Linked DNA regions of Mus musculus: region 1 is linked to region 2. A link is a contact called in public HiChIP or PLAC-seq data. All regions are on one chromosome and are shown on one strand. The core of a region is the stretch at or near the end of the contact, and the rest is flanking DNA. Distances in the headings are between cores, read along the strand shown. Region 1 holds the start of Clasrp (CLK4-associating serine/arginine rich protein). Region 2 holds the start of Strn4 (striatin, calmodulin binding protein 4).

Evidence for each region. HiChIP or PLAC-seq counts read pairs in DNA pulled down with a chosen protein or histone mark.
Region 1: an H3K4me3 HiChIP or PLAC-seq map of embryonic forebrain shows a contact between it and region 2, with 7 times the contacts expected there. The contact joins the promoter of Clasrp here to the promoter of Strn4 in region 2. A contact is called at or near these places in 4 of 39 promoter capture datasets (cranial neural crest, embryonic stem cells, hippocampal neurons and 1 more) and 1 of 115 datasets of contacts at active chromatin or transcription factors (embryonic forebrain).

The regions. Positions count from the first base shown.
Region 1 is chr7:19,600,313-19,607,062 of GRCm38.p6, reverse strand. It overlaps Clasrp (CLK4-associating serine/arginine rich protein), which reads left to right and starts at 2,577. Exons shown (of 21, transcript NM_016680.5): 1 at 2,577-2,651; 2 at 3,758-3,873. The coding sequence starts at 3,775. It overlaps Relb (avian reticuloendotheliosis viral (v-rel) oncogene related B), which reads left to right. Exons shown (of 12, transcript NM_009046.2): 12 at 122-841. The coding sequence ends at 510.
Region 2 is chr7:16,812,988-16,819,557 of GRCm38.p6, reverse strand. It overlaps Strn4 (striatin, calmodulin binding protein 4), which reads right to left and starts at 3,669. Exons shown (of 18, transcript NM_133789.3): 1 at 2,924-3,669. The coding sequence starts at 3,205. It overlaps Fkrp (fukutin related protein), which reads left to right and starts at 2,826. Exons shown (of 3, transcript NM_173430.2): 1 at 2,826-2,858; 2 at 4,432-4,494.

The DNA.
Region 1 (6,750 bases), core at 1,328-3,827, 2.8 Mb before region 2:
TTTCTACTCTGGTTAGGGTTAAAGGCCCAAGATAGAATACACTAAGGACATGGGAGTCCAAGTTAGTTACTGCCTGGCCAGAGGCAGGCTCTTCTAAACCCAGCTATTCTCTCCTCATCAGGCCTGTTCCTCCCACCATCGGCTCTGCAGCCGGCAGACTCTGATTTCTTCCCTGCTTCCATATCCCTTCCTGGGCTGGAGCCTCCTGGTGGACCCGATCTCCTGGACGATGGCTTTGCCTATGATCCTTCTGCCCCCACGCTCTTCACTATGTTGGACCTGCTGCCCCCAGCACCACCACTTGCCAGTGCTGTGGTGGGTAGCGGGGGTGCAGGGGCCACCGTTGTGGAGTCTTCTGGCCCAGAGCCCCTATCACTGGACTCTTTTGCAGCGCCGGGCCCCGGGGATGTTGGTACTGCTAGCCTTGTGGGCAGCAACATGTTTCCCAACCAGTACCGAGAGGCAGCTTTCGGGGGTGGCCTCCTATCTCCAGGGCCTGAAGCCACGTAGCCTCTGAGGTAACAGAGGAGGCACTGGGTGAGGTATGTGGTATAGCACTCCATTCCGAAGCCAACCTTGATCAGTCTTCCAGCTTCCTCATCCTGAATCGGACATCTGCAGCGCTGGTGGGAAGATGGGGAGCACTCCGGTTCTCTTTGAGCCCATTTTACAGAATGCTGAGTCCGAAGAGGAAAAGGGGCTCCTGCAGATGGACCCCTTCTCAGGACAGATTCTCAGAGATTGTACATAGGGGAGGAGGGAGCAGGTCCCCAGCCTTCTCCCCTAATCCTGAAGAAGGCAGTGGATTGTTCAGTTTTCCCAATAAAAATTAGTTTTTTGAGCCTTTGGGGGTCTTCTTTCTTCTTTACCTAGGAAACTCTAGGTTTGTTTGGAACAAAACATTTGTAGTTGAGAGGTTGGCCTGATGGCTCAGTGGTTAAGAGTTATTGCTGCTCTTCCAGAGGACCTGGGTTCAATAGCAGCATCTACATAGGAGCTCACGATGTGTGATGGCTATTCTTGGTTGTCAACCTGGCTACATCTGGAACTAAAACCCAAAAATGGGGGGGGGGGCATGCATGTGAGAGATTTTTGCTTAAATTGAAGTAGGAAGATCCACTTACTTTTTAAAAAAGATTTTATTTATTTTATGTATGTGAGTACACTGTCGCTGTCTTCAGACATACCAGAAAAAGGCATTGGATTCCATTACAGATGGTTGTGAGCCACCATGTGGTTGCTGGGAATTGAACTCAGGACCTCCAGAAGAAGAGTCAGTGCTCTTAACCGCCGAGCCATTTCTCCAGCCCCTGGAAGCTCAATTTCTAATCTGGATCTTGAGATGGGAAGACACACTTTTAATCCAGCTCTAATCTGGGCCACGATTTCTGCTGGATTGTATATAGGGATGTGGAAGAAGGAAGCTTTAGGTATTTGCCTGCTTGCCATCGTCTTGCTAGCAAGTCCATTCCTTCACTGGCGTTAGAGCCTTCTCTGTGGTTCTAGTGTATACTGAAGACCAGCTGAGGCATCCAGCCTTGTAGCCCGAGCATCTACTGATCTACTGAGTTCTTGGCCTTTCTGTTCCTAGCCTGCTATTGTTGAATTAACTGAACACAACCTACAGATAATTTTTATTAATCCCACATATATGTCTGTGTGTATACATATATATTTATATATACATATACACGTACATATATGTATACATATATATGTACATATAGGATTAAATAAAATTATATAATATATATGTGTGTGTATACATCTCAGAGAAACATACACCTTCAGGCATACACATAATATTTTTTTTCCGAGACAGGGTTTCTCTGTGTAGCCCTGGCTGTCCTGGAACTCACTTTGTAGACCAGGCTGGCCTCGAACTCAGAAATCTACCTGCCTCTGCCTCCCAAGTGCTGGGATTAAAAGGCGTGTGCCACCACTGTCCGGCAATATAAATCTTTTAAAAAGACTTTTCTATTTTTGTATTTTATGCATATGGGTGTTTTCTCGGCATGTATGCACATCAGAATAGGGCACTGGATCCCATAGGACTACAGTTAAGAGACTGGTTGTTGGGCTGGTGAGATGGCTCAGTGGGTAAGAGCACCCGACTGCTCTTCCGAAGGTCCAGAGTTCAAATCCCAGCAACCACATGGTGGCTCACAACCATCTGTAATGAGATCTGACTCCCTCTTCTGGAATGTCTGAAGACAGCTACAGTGTACTTACATATAATAAATAAATAAATCTTTAAAAAAAAAAAAAAAAAAAAAGAGACTGGTTGTGAGCCCTATGTGAGTGCGGGCAATTAAACTCAGGACCTTGGCGAGAGCTTCCAGTTCTCAATCGATTGTCACCACTCCAGCCCCTAAAAGAAATAAATCTTTAAAAACAACAACAAAACGTGTCTGGAATTCTGGGTTCCTCTACTTAAGCTCTCACTTTTAGGACAGGTCCCAGATGGTGCCACCCTGCAGGCCCCGCCCATAATCGCGAGAGCCACGCCCACATCCCAGAGCCCTTCCTCTCGACCGCGGAAGTGCCTTTTGTGCAGCGCCGCCTCTCTCCTTCGCTCAACCTCTCACTTCCGCTTCCGGTGTGGGTCGTGAGCGCGCGCGAGCGCAGCAGTGGGAGGCGGCGACTGGCCGGTGAGTGCAGGCATCCGACCCCGACCTCCCGGCTTCCGAGCGGTGGCAGTCGACCTCATCCTTGTCCGAGGCGCTCCGGAGATCACCGTGGGTGTCCGCCGGGCCCCGACGGCGGCCCCGCCTGCTTCCGCCCTGACAGGCCTCAGGCTGCGCCCCTCGCCCCTCCTCAGGCCCGAATCCGGGCTTTGGGGTTCGGCACGGACCCTGGTCCCCAGACGCAGCTCCGTCCCTGTCTTTCACCCATCGCTCCGGCCCAGGGCCGCACTCTCTCTTTTTAGCCTGCCTGGCCGGCTTCACGTCCCTCCTTTAGAGCTCAGCCGCCTGACCATCTTCATCCTCTGTCCACGCCCTTCACCTGGCCTCACCCCCCTCCCCAAGCGTGTCTGGGCTGTGCTGTTGCCTCTCTCCACTAACCTACCTTACAACACTGCTGCACCCCCCTCCCGTACCATGCATGGTTCCTGCAGAGGGATCTTAGGGGTTCTTGTGAGCCCAGCCCTGGCAGCTACGGATCGGTTTCAGACATTCCTTTTATTTCAAAAATTCCATTTTTATTTTTCCAGACAGCATCTCACTATGTAGCCTTGGCTAGCCTGGAACTTAGTACATAAACCAGGCTGGCTCCATACTCAGACATCTGCCTGTCCTGCCTTCCCACTGCTGAGATTCAAGGCATGCACCATCACTCCCAGCCATTTTTTTTTTAATTAAAGTAGGATCTCCATATTTAGGTTACACTGGACAGTGTAACCAAGGCTGGCCTTGAACTCAAGACAGTTCTGCATCAGCCTTCCAAAGGCTATCTACTCTATAGTCTTTCATATGGACTTTAGCGAGCAGAATCTAGGAGGATTTTTTTTCCCAGGAGAAGATCTTACCTAGGTCACAGAGAGCTTTCTCATAGTTCTGGAGCTACTGCCACAGGACTGTTAGGAGTCCTTTTGTGCACTCAGCGTCCTGGTCTGCAGCAGGGTCTCTCTCTCCCCTGAAGCCATGGGACTTGGAATTTAGTCCATCAGGATCAACCCCAACATGTCAGAGGACTGTAACTCTACCCACGTGGTCTTTATAGTCCCTTTGACATGTCTGGTGCCCTCCTCCCTCAGGCAGAAGCCTCAGCACCATGTGGCACGAGGCTCGGAAGCATGAGCGGAAACTTCGAGGCATGATGGTGGACTACAAGAAGAGGGCGGAGCGGCGTCGGGAGTACTATGAGAAGATTGTGAGTGAGCAGACTTGAGTGTGGGGCGGGCGGGCTCCAGAGGGAAGGGCCCTGGGCTTGGAGGTGTGTCAAGGCAAGAGCTCTTTTTCCTCACAATCCTAGTCGTCTTCCCCCACACCCCCTTCCACTGTGGCCATTTTTCTATGGTGTTGGAGATAGAAGTCTGGGCCGTGCAGTGCACCACCTGAGCTGCCCTTACCCCGTCTCTTGTTAGGTAGATGGTCTTTTTAGGTAACCTAGGCAGGCCTCAGACTCATACTCTTCCTGCCTGTGTTTACAGGTGTGTGTTGTTACCATGCTCAGCCATAGTCATTTCTTCAGCATAGTGGTTGGTGTAAACGTGAGGGCTTCTGTTTGCCTCAGTCTGCTGTGTCTGGTGCAGTCCCGGTGCACTGGTGTCAAAGACAAAAGACTCTCTAGCTCTCTGAACATTTCAGGAGTCAGGCCTCTGGAACATTCTCTGCTCCTCCATCAATGTGTTCCCAGTGCCCAGAACAACTCAGCCATTCTTGCAGCTTGACTTGGCATCTAGCAGTAGCGCCATCAAGACTCATCAGTGGTATCTGACCTGTCCCCTCTCTTGTTTGATAACGTCCATTGCTTTAGGAGAAAAGCAAAGGAAAAGATAAACCAAACTCCATGCTTTGACCAAAAAGTCCTTGAGGCCCCTGGATGGCTTTCTTGGACATCTTTGCTGGTCTTTTCCATATCTGCCATCACAGATACAGCTTGGTTTTGGGACTGTCCCCAGCATGAAATGACAATTGCTTACCTGGCTCAGTTCTTTTAGATGACATTCCTGTAGACATCCTATTAACTACAGTGTTGCTACCCAGTCTCTCTGTTCCCTTTGCCTTCATCTTGTCTCTAGAAACCCATTCAGCAGACTCGAGAGGTCTCTGTGAATGTAAACCTGGCCCCGTTTCTCTCTTGCTCAGAATCCCGTGGCTGTGGGAGAAGGCCAGTTTCTTTACTATAGTTTTCAGGGCCATAGATAGTTTGGATATTCCCTATGAGGTGCTGAGAATGAAAGCCAGGAAAGGGCTAGTGTCAGGCAGATGCTCTACCCCTGAGTCAAGTCCCCAGATCTGAGCTGGGCAGTGGTGATGTGGGCCTTTAATCCCAGCACTCAGGAGGCAGAGGCAGGTGGATTTCTGATTTCGAGGCCAGCCTGGTCTACAGAGTGAGTTCCAGGACAGCCAGGGCTATACAGAGAACCTTGTCTAGAAAAAACAAAAAAAAAAAAAAACCCCTGTCTCAAACCCCCGCTACCCCCTCCCAAAAAAAGAGGCCCCAGCCCCTCACTGGGGCATTCTGGGCCAGAGCTCTAACATTGAATCGTACCCTGCTGTTGTGGTAGGTTACAGGCAAGTTTGCTGCTGAGCCGCTTGGCCCTTAGTTTGATCTTTACCTCTCCTCCAGATTTGTGCTATTCCGCTCTCTGCCTGGTTCCTTGTTGAAGTATCCTGGCCTCCTGGCACTCTCTCTGTTGCCTAATGTTTCCTTCTGTGTGCAAAATGACACACTGTGTGGAATTGATTTGGCTGTAACAGGAATGAAATATAAGCAAATGGCTTTCACAAGGCAGGCATTTATCTCATCTCCATCTTTTCTTGAGGTCTGAGAGAGCTCTGGAGGCTCTGGCTCTCGTGTCTCCCTTCCACTCACCCCAGAGAAATGAGAGAAAGGGGACAGGGTCTCTCATGCTCCTTGGTGAGAGACTTTCTGGGTGTTTTCCCATAACCCCCTGTCCTGATGACCTAGAAGTCCCACAGGCCCATTCAGCCTCCAGGGAGCAGGCATGTAGATTTCCTTCCAGGCAGGCTTGGCCAGAGGTGTGAGGGGACCACTGAGTCTGGAAGTAGAGATGGGTGGCCTGCCAGTGGAGAGCAACTGGGTGCAGCTCCCTCACAGGCTGAGTGAGGGCTCGGATGTGTAGACCCTGTCTGCTTGCCTGTTGGGTGATTTGTAGGTTTTCCCTTGAGGTGACTTTACTCTTGGGGGGGGGGCATGACAACATATCAGAGAGAACTCCTTGTGTCACTTGTGTCATGTGGCAGCAGCTTCCTGAATGTGGTCTTCAGAGCCATTTAAGTGGCATTAGCTTCCTAAGCCAGGAAGGAATGTCTGAGCAGGGAGGAGATGGCCACACTGCTTGTGTGTCATGGTTTGCATAACTGAGGCTCAGGAAGGGTTAACTTATAGGGCCAAGATGTGGCTCAATGGCGAGTGCTTGCCTAGCCAGTGCCACCCCATACACACAAAGGAAAGAGAAATAGCACACTCATAGCCCCTGCTATTGCTGGGAGAGTGGAATTTGGATTCGGACCAATGGGTGGATGACACGGAGGGGAGCCTGGAGAGGGGAGATCAGGCTCGCCTCCCTGTTGGCAGGGAGCCTCCTGAGCCTTTGTTCAGGGCATGGATGAAGAACAGTCCTCACTGGGTGACAGGAAGAGCTTGACAACAAGTGTCTGTGGGGCTCTTTGTGATGTGGACCATACAAGCAACCAGTGTCCAGGATGGGAATGTGACCCGCATCCAGATGTGTGGAGCCTAGCTGTGGGAGACGGCCAGGCACTGCTTGTGGCTGCTGGGGTGGGGTAGGGGGAGTAGGGGTGAGGGGAGGAAACCAGGCTGGGCTGTGGCTGCCTGCTCAAGCTGGTCTGTGTGCAGCTACATTTGCAACCCCAGTCTTTCTGGGTGACTTCCTCTCTTCAAGGTTTACGACTTTTCTGTCATTGTTCCTGGTCCTGTCAACGTTTTCCCTTTTGAGATTGGATTTTGCTAAGTCATATAGGCTGACCTAGAATTCACTGTGTAGCCCAGGCTACCCTTCCAACTCAAATTCCTCCTGCCTCGGCCTCCTGGGTGCTG
Region 2 (6,570 bases), core at 2,420-4,919:
TTTAAGGCCAGTCTAATCTACCACTCTACATATGGAATTCCAATACAGCCATAGCTACATAGCAAGATCCCACCTCAAAAATAAGCAAGCAAGCAAGCAAGCAAGCAAGCAAGCAAGCAGATAGATAGATAGATAGATAGATAGAGGTGTGTGGGCCAAGGAGATGATTCAGAGAATAAAGATATCAGCTACCAAGCCTACTATCTGAGTTCCATCTCAAGATCAACATGGTAGAAGGAGAGAATCAACTTCTGCAATTTGTCACCTGATCTCCACAACAGTGCACACCTTTAAACCCAACACTCAGAGGCAAAGGGATCTCTGTGAGTTTAAGGTCAGCTTGTTCGACATAGTGAATGCCAGGATTACAGCGAGAGATCTTATCTTGAAACAAAACAATAAAGTAAAATAAATAAGTAAAAATGTAAAGAGCACAAAAGACGGAGCAATCACCATTTTATAAACACATCCACTTCACTACTCCACGTCACTCTCTCACAGGATAAACACTGCCAGCAAAGCCATATCTTGTGTTGTGTGTATACATACACACCATTCCTCAGGACCCTCCCCTGGAGCTTAGCTCTCTCTCATGTGCATCCTCCCCCTCCACCCCTCTCCTCCCTCTCCCTCTCTTGGTGGGTAGGATGACTACCCAGTGAGCGCCAGAAACCTGCCATACTGGATTACAGTGTGTGCCACCAGACCTGGTTTTCTCATATGGACTCTAGGGGATCAAACTCAAGTCCTCATCCTTCGCAGCACGTACTTTACCAACTGAGCTGCTCTTGAGGCCTCAGAGCCATTTTGGGCAGGGGGAAAGATGGAAATAATCCTGAAAATCCATTGACAAGGGTCAAAATAAATAAGCTATGGTGTGAATACCCAAGAGAATACTACCCAAGCTATCAAAAATAAGTATTCTCTGCTAATGGGGAAAGGGAACTAAATGTATGACTTATGAAGTGTCGAATGTGGTATATTCTAACACATTCAGGACATGTACATACACACACACACACATCCTGATGTCTGACTTAGAATGCAACAAAAGTAGCAAAAGCATGAAGTTGGTGATGCTGGAGCCTTACAGAGCATGCTCTGTGACTCCACAGAAGGTCACTAAGTGAGTGGGAAGACCTCTTCTTAGGAGGCAGCACATACTGTACACTCTGAGTGGAGTCTGGGATACACAGCATGGCTGACACAGTGAAAGCTGTCAACTGTACCCCTGTCAAGCTCTGCTGTGATGGCCTGGGTGACCTGGTGAGGTCTCTAAGCTTCCTTAGAGACTTTTCTCACCTGTGCTCAGTGTCAGACAGGGAAAAGACACAGTCAGCACTGCCACCACTGCTGGGATCCGTAGCATCTCCCTCCCCTGCTTATTAAAAAAGAGAGGAAGGGATACCATTTCCCCTCTCAGAATGCCACAAGAATTAAATGATAGCATGTATAATACTTAATACAGTGTCAGGCACATAATATGCCCTGAATAAATAGCAGCTGCTGTCGTTATTGCTGAGTGAGGTAATGACATTGGCCCTGCCTACATAATGGGGTATTGAGAAGATCTGATGAGATGTATGCTGGGAAAGAGCCTGAGTTAGAGTTGGGCACAGCACGAGGAGCACTTACATAAGGACTTCTCTCTCAGGGATGGGAGCTACATACACAAAATTCAAATGCTCTTGGCATTCATCCCATGGACAAAAACTGAATCAGTCACTTATTTGGGGCTCCATTTCAATCTGACAGGAAAGAGCACATTGGAAACAGAAAGATGGGTTGCCAGAAACCAAGCGCTGACTGTTTTTGTTAATAACATCCCAGCCTAGGAACCATTTGACTCCTGGGGGCCCATCCCTGAAGGCCTTGAAGTGCTCACCTTTCTGATTCCCCACAAGCAGTACCTAGCTCAAGGTCACAGAGCCCAGCCCAACTTCTACTCCACGAGCCATCACCTGGCACATTCTTCTCCACAAACCATCAAGTCCCTTTAGAGGCCCTTACACAATCACTTCCCTCACGGAGTCCCTCCTCGTGCTGTCTTTTCCCCCTACTCATCACCCAAAGGCACCTCCATCCCTCTTCACCGTGTGCAGCATCTCAGACGCTCCTGTCTTCCCACTGAATATACCCAACAAACGCCCTAACAGTTCAGGGGTTTCTACCTAACATCCTCAAATCTTTCATAACGGAACTCTAATTCCTTAAAGCACCCAAAATGTCGCTTCCCACTCTCAAGCTCTCCTGGGGGAGCCCAAAACATGTCCTCTACCCTCTCCGTGGTTCCACCCAAACGATCCCAATGTGTCCCTACATTGTAGCCACACGTGCCCAAAGTGTCCTTCTTGGACAGGAGGCCACACACTTCATCCTGGGACCCCTTCCTATCAAGCTTCCTCCCACCTTTCAATTGCTCCGGGCCAGCCACTCCCCCAAGGTACCCCATGCCAGCTTCCAGTCTTCCTCTCTTCACTCCCTGCACCCAGTGGATGTTAAGAGTGTGTCACCCCACTAGACATCTAGTCCATTCCACCCTGACAGCCAGCATCTGGTTAGGATCCGGAGGCGAGGCGTGGCATATTTATTCGCGCAGACCCCATCCACTTTCTCAGCACTCTGTCCCCCGGGAACCCCGAGTCGCATCGCCCAGACAGGCTCTCTGGGCTTGGGCTCGTCACTCCCACTCGCGGCTCCCGGCAGACTCGGCCCTGCTCAGATCCTCTGACCGGTCCCGGCCCGCGTCCGCCCCGAGGCCCCGAGGACCCCGCCGCCGGCCCGTCGCCGGCCCTGCCCGCCCCCTCCCGGCCGTCCCGGCGGCCATTGCTCCAAGATGGCGGCGGCGGCGGCGGCGGGTGAGGCGAGGCCGGGCCGGGCAGGACTGGGGCGGGGAGCGCGGGAGGGCAGCGGTGGCGCTCACCTGCAGCTCGGCGCGCTCGGCCTCCCAGCGGGCCTTCTCGGCTTCGAAGCGTGCCCACTCGTGTTGGATAAAGTGCAGGATCCCCGGCAGGCTGAGGGGCTCCGGGCCCGCCGTAGGGCCCGGGCTGCCTCCGCCGCCACCTCCTTTTCCTACCGGGCCGGGCCCAGGAGCAGGGCTGGAGGCCGGGGCCGCCGCCGTCGGGTTGGGAGCCGTGCCCGAGCCCAGAGGGCGGCAGGAGGAGGCGGCCGATGCGACCGCGGCGGCCGCTCGCTCCTCCATCATGGAGGCCCCGGGGCCGGCCCGCGCGCCCGCTGTACCTCGCGCGCCTGCGCGGACGCGCAGCTTCACACTTCTACACCCCCGCCTCGTGTGCGCGCGCGCGCGCGCTGGGCGGGCGAGGGGAGCGGGGACAAGCACGGGGCTGGGCGCGAGCCTCGCCCACCCACCCGGGTCGACCCCGGTGGTGCGCGCGGGCGGGGGTGCTGACAGGGAGGGGGAGGGACTGCCTCTACGTAGGCAAAGGACCCAGGGTCCCTCGCAATTGTCTCCTTTGCGGTCGAGAGACCAGACCGGACTTTTTTTTCTGCATTCTCCCCAATGTCAGAGTCCTATCCCCTCCAAATGCAAATACACCCCCATCTCTTTCACTTAGTGAAGAAAAAAAAAACAAAAAACAAAAAAGACGACCTGGGGTGGGGAGTGGGCTCTGACCAGAGGAAGTCGGTTGTCATAATAACCCTATCCAATCTGGAGGCCCCTTCCCAGTTTGCATATGTGGAGTCCCAAACCTCTACTATCATTGCACTAGGAGGAGGTTGCTAAGGTAACCCAAGTCCCTGGTGGTTCTTCTGACCCTATCCTCATCAGTTACTATAGCAACCTCCCCTCACCTAGAGCTCAGGTAGAAAAAAGGCCCAGCCCCAAAGACATTCCTCTAAGAGGAATGCCTCTGTCCCACTCCTCCCCCAGCCAACCCAGTTGCCATTACCATGGTAACCATCTCCCCTTCCCTTATGGAAAGTCCATGGATAAACCAACCAGGTGTTTTTATTTAGAAGACAAGTGCTGCTGTGGGACAGTTGCTATGGTTACAGGGCCTGGACCATTTCCAGGGAGATGAGAAACAGTTAAATCCATGCCCTGGTTACTATAACAGGGCAATCTCCCACAGTCTGATGATCCTAGCAATCAGGTCCTGTAAGATAGGGGATGTTTAGGATTAGCTCCAAAGGATGCATGAGTCTAGAGAAGAGGTTGTCATGGTAACAGTTGCTGTCACTTCTGCCCTTCTGGACACCATCATGGAAGAGGGATAGTTATAGCTTACAATTGATGACTCCTACCCACCACATCACTCCTGAGACGACTGAAGTGGTAACCAGGCTTATGGACTTCAAATAGACAAAAGAGTCTGTGACTTCATTAGCTACTTTCACGGGCGGGTAGAATGAAATTGCACTTTGTTGGGAGGGGCTGGCTCATTTGATGCTTTCTGGTTCCTCCCTCAGCAGGGCAGATGACCCAAGGTGAAACCACTCTTCTTGATCACCCTCAGCCTGAAACCTAGGGAGGTAAGAGTCCCTGGATGTCACAGTAATCACATGGGTAACTGCCCTTTCTATGTCCTTAAAGGCTTTCCTGAATGGGTCTCCTTTTTGTACCTACTGTGATTGAAAAGGCTAAGGCTAATTCCAAGTGATGCATACGCTTAGATTTTTTTCATGTGTTTGTTTATTGTGTGCATGTGCATGTGTGGAAGTCAGAGGCTGAGTTGCCGGAGTTGATTCTTTCCTTGTATTGTTTGGGTTCTGGAGACTAAACTCAGGTCTGCCTTGGTATCAAGAACCTGCTGGGCCATCTTTAAACACTGTTTTGTTGTTGTTGTTGTTGTTGTTGTTGTTGTTTTTCTGACAGTCTCATGTAGCCCAGGCTGGCCTCAAACTCAAGCAGTGGTCAAGGATGACCTTGAATTTTCAATCCTCCTGCCTCCACCTCCCAAGTGCTGGGAATACAAGCATTTAACATCAGACTCAGCGTATATAATGTGTGGGGGAAGAAATGGAAAGCTAGTATGAGCTCAGATTCACTCTCTTCCCTGACCACTTTTCCTAGGCAAGGCCCCATGTTACTCACTCCTGCTCCCGGCTGGTCTCCTACCTTACCACTAAGGTGTGCCTGTCTTCTCAGATCTGCAGAACACAGAGGCTGGGGTTGGAGCTGAGGAGACAGCTCGGTTGGTAGAGCGCTAGTGGATAATGGTAGTGTGTGCCTGTGATCCCAGCCCAGCCTTTGCCTTGTAGCAGTGTCATCCCTCAGCTACATACCTAGTGCAAGGTCAACCTGGCCCACATTGAGACCCTGTCTCAAAAACAAACAAACCCAAAACACCCTGGCACAAAGTACCTACTTGTTGATAAGGTGACTTTCGGCTGGAAAGTCACATGCCATATTCAGCTTTAAGACCACCCATCAGCTTAGCTGTAGTGTAAGAGTTGGGATATGTGATTGCAAACAAGAATTAGCTGGGTGGACAGTGGTATACGCCTGTAATCCCAGCAGTCAGAAGGCAAGAGGTTCTTAGTTCAAAGCCAGACTTCAATACTTAGTGAGACCCCCTCTCAACAAAACAAAACAGTTTTTTGGTTGTGAGACAAGGTCTCTGTACACCAGGCTGGTGTCGGAGTCATGGAGATGCCCCTGTTTCTGCCTCTGGAATGCTGGGATTAAGGCAAGTACCATTGGCTTACTGGTTTGAAGCAGGATTAGTAACCAGCTTCTTCTTGCATCAACTCCCGCGTCCCTCTTTTCAGATGTATGGCTTTAAGCAAGTGCCTTCACCTCTCAGTGCCTCAATTCATTAAGAGTATGAGTGTTTTACCTGCATGCATGTCTACACACCATGTGCATGCCTGGTGCCCACAATGCCCACAGAGGCCAGAAAAGGGCACCAGAGTCCCTAGAACTGGAATTCCAGATGGGTGTGGGTGCTCTTCACCGCTGACTTCTCTCTCCAGCCCTGCTTTGTGTTTGTTTGTTTTTTCCCCCTTCTTCTTGATTGTATTGTAGTTTAAACATAAAGTAACTTTTCATGTTATGCAATAACACCGCTAAAAGCCACACCCCCCAGGGGACCCCCTTGATGGTGAATTTTAGACTAGCCTTCTGTCTTAGGTAGGGTTTTACTGCTATAAACAGACACCATGACCAAGGCAAGTCTTATAACATTTAATTGGGGCTGGCTTACAGTTTCAGAGGTTCAGTCCATTATCCTCAAGGCAGGAACATGGCAGGATCCAGGCAGGTGTGGTGCAGGAGGAGCTGAGAGTTCTATATTTTCATCTGAAGGCTGCTAGCAGAATACTGAGTTCCAGGCAGCTAGGCTGAGAAGTACAATGACACACCTACTCCAGCAAGGCCACACATCCTAATAGTGCCACTCCTTGGTCCAAGCATATACAAACCATCCCACCCTCTATTGCAAAGCCATGCCTCCAGCCCTGCTTTAAATTAAAAAAGAAAAAAAAAAAAAATAGCACGTATAGCCCTGGCTAGCCTGGAACTCACCCCATAAACCAGACTTGCTTCAAACTCATGGAGATCCACCTGCCTCTGCCTCCTGAGTGCTGGGGTTAACGGGAAGCCACTGT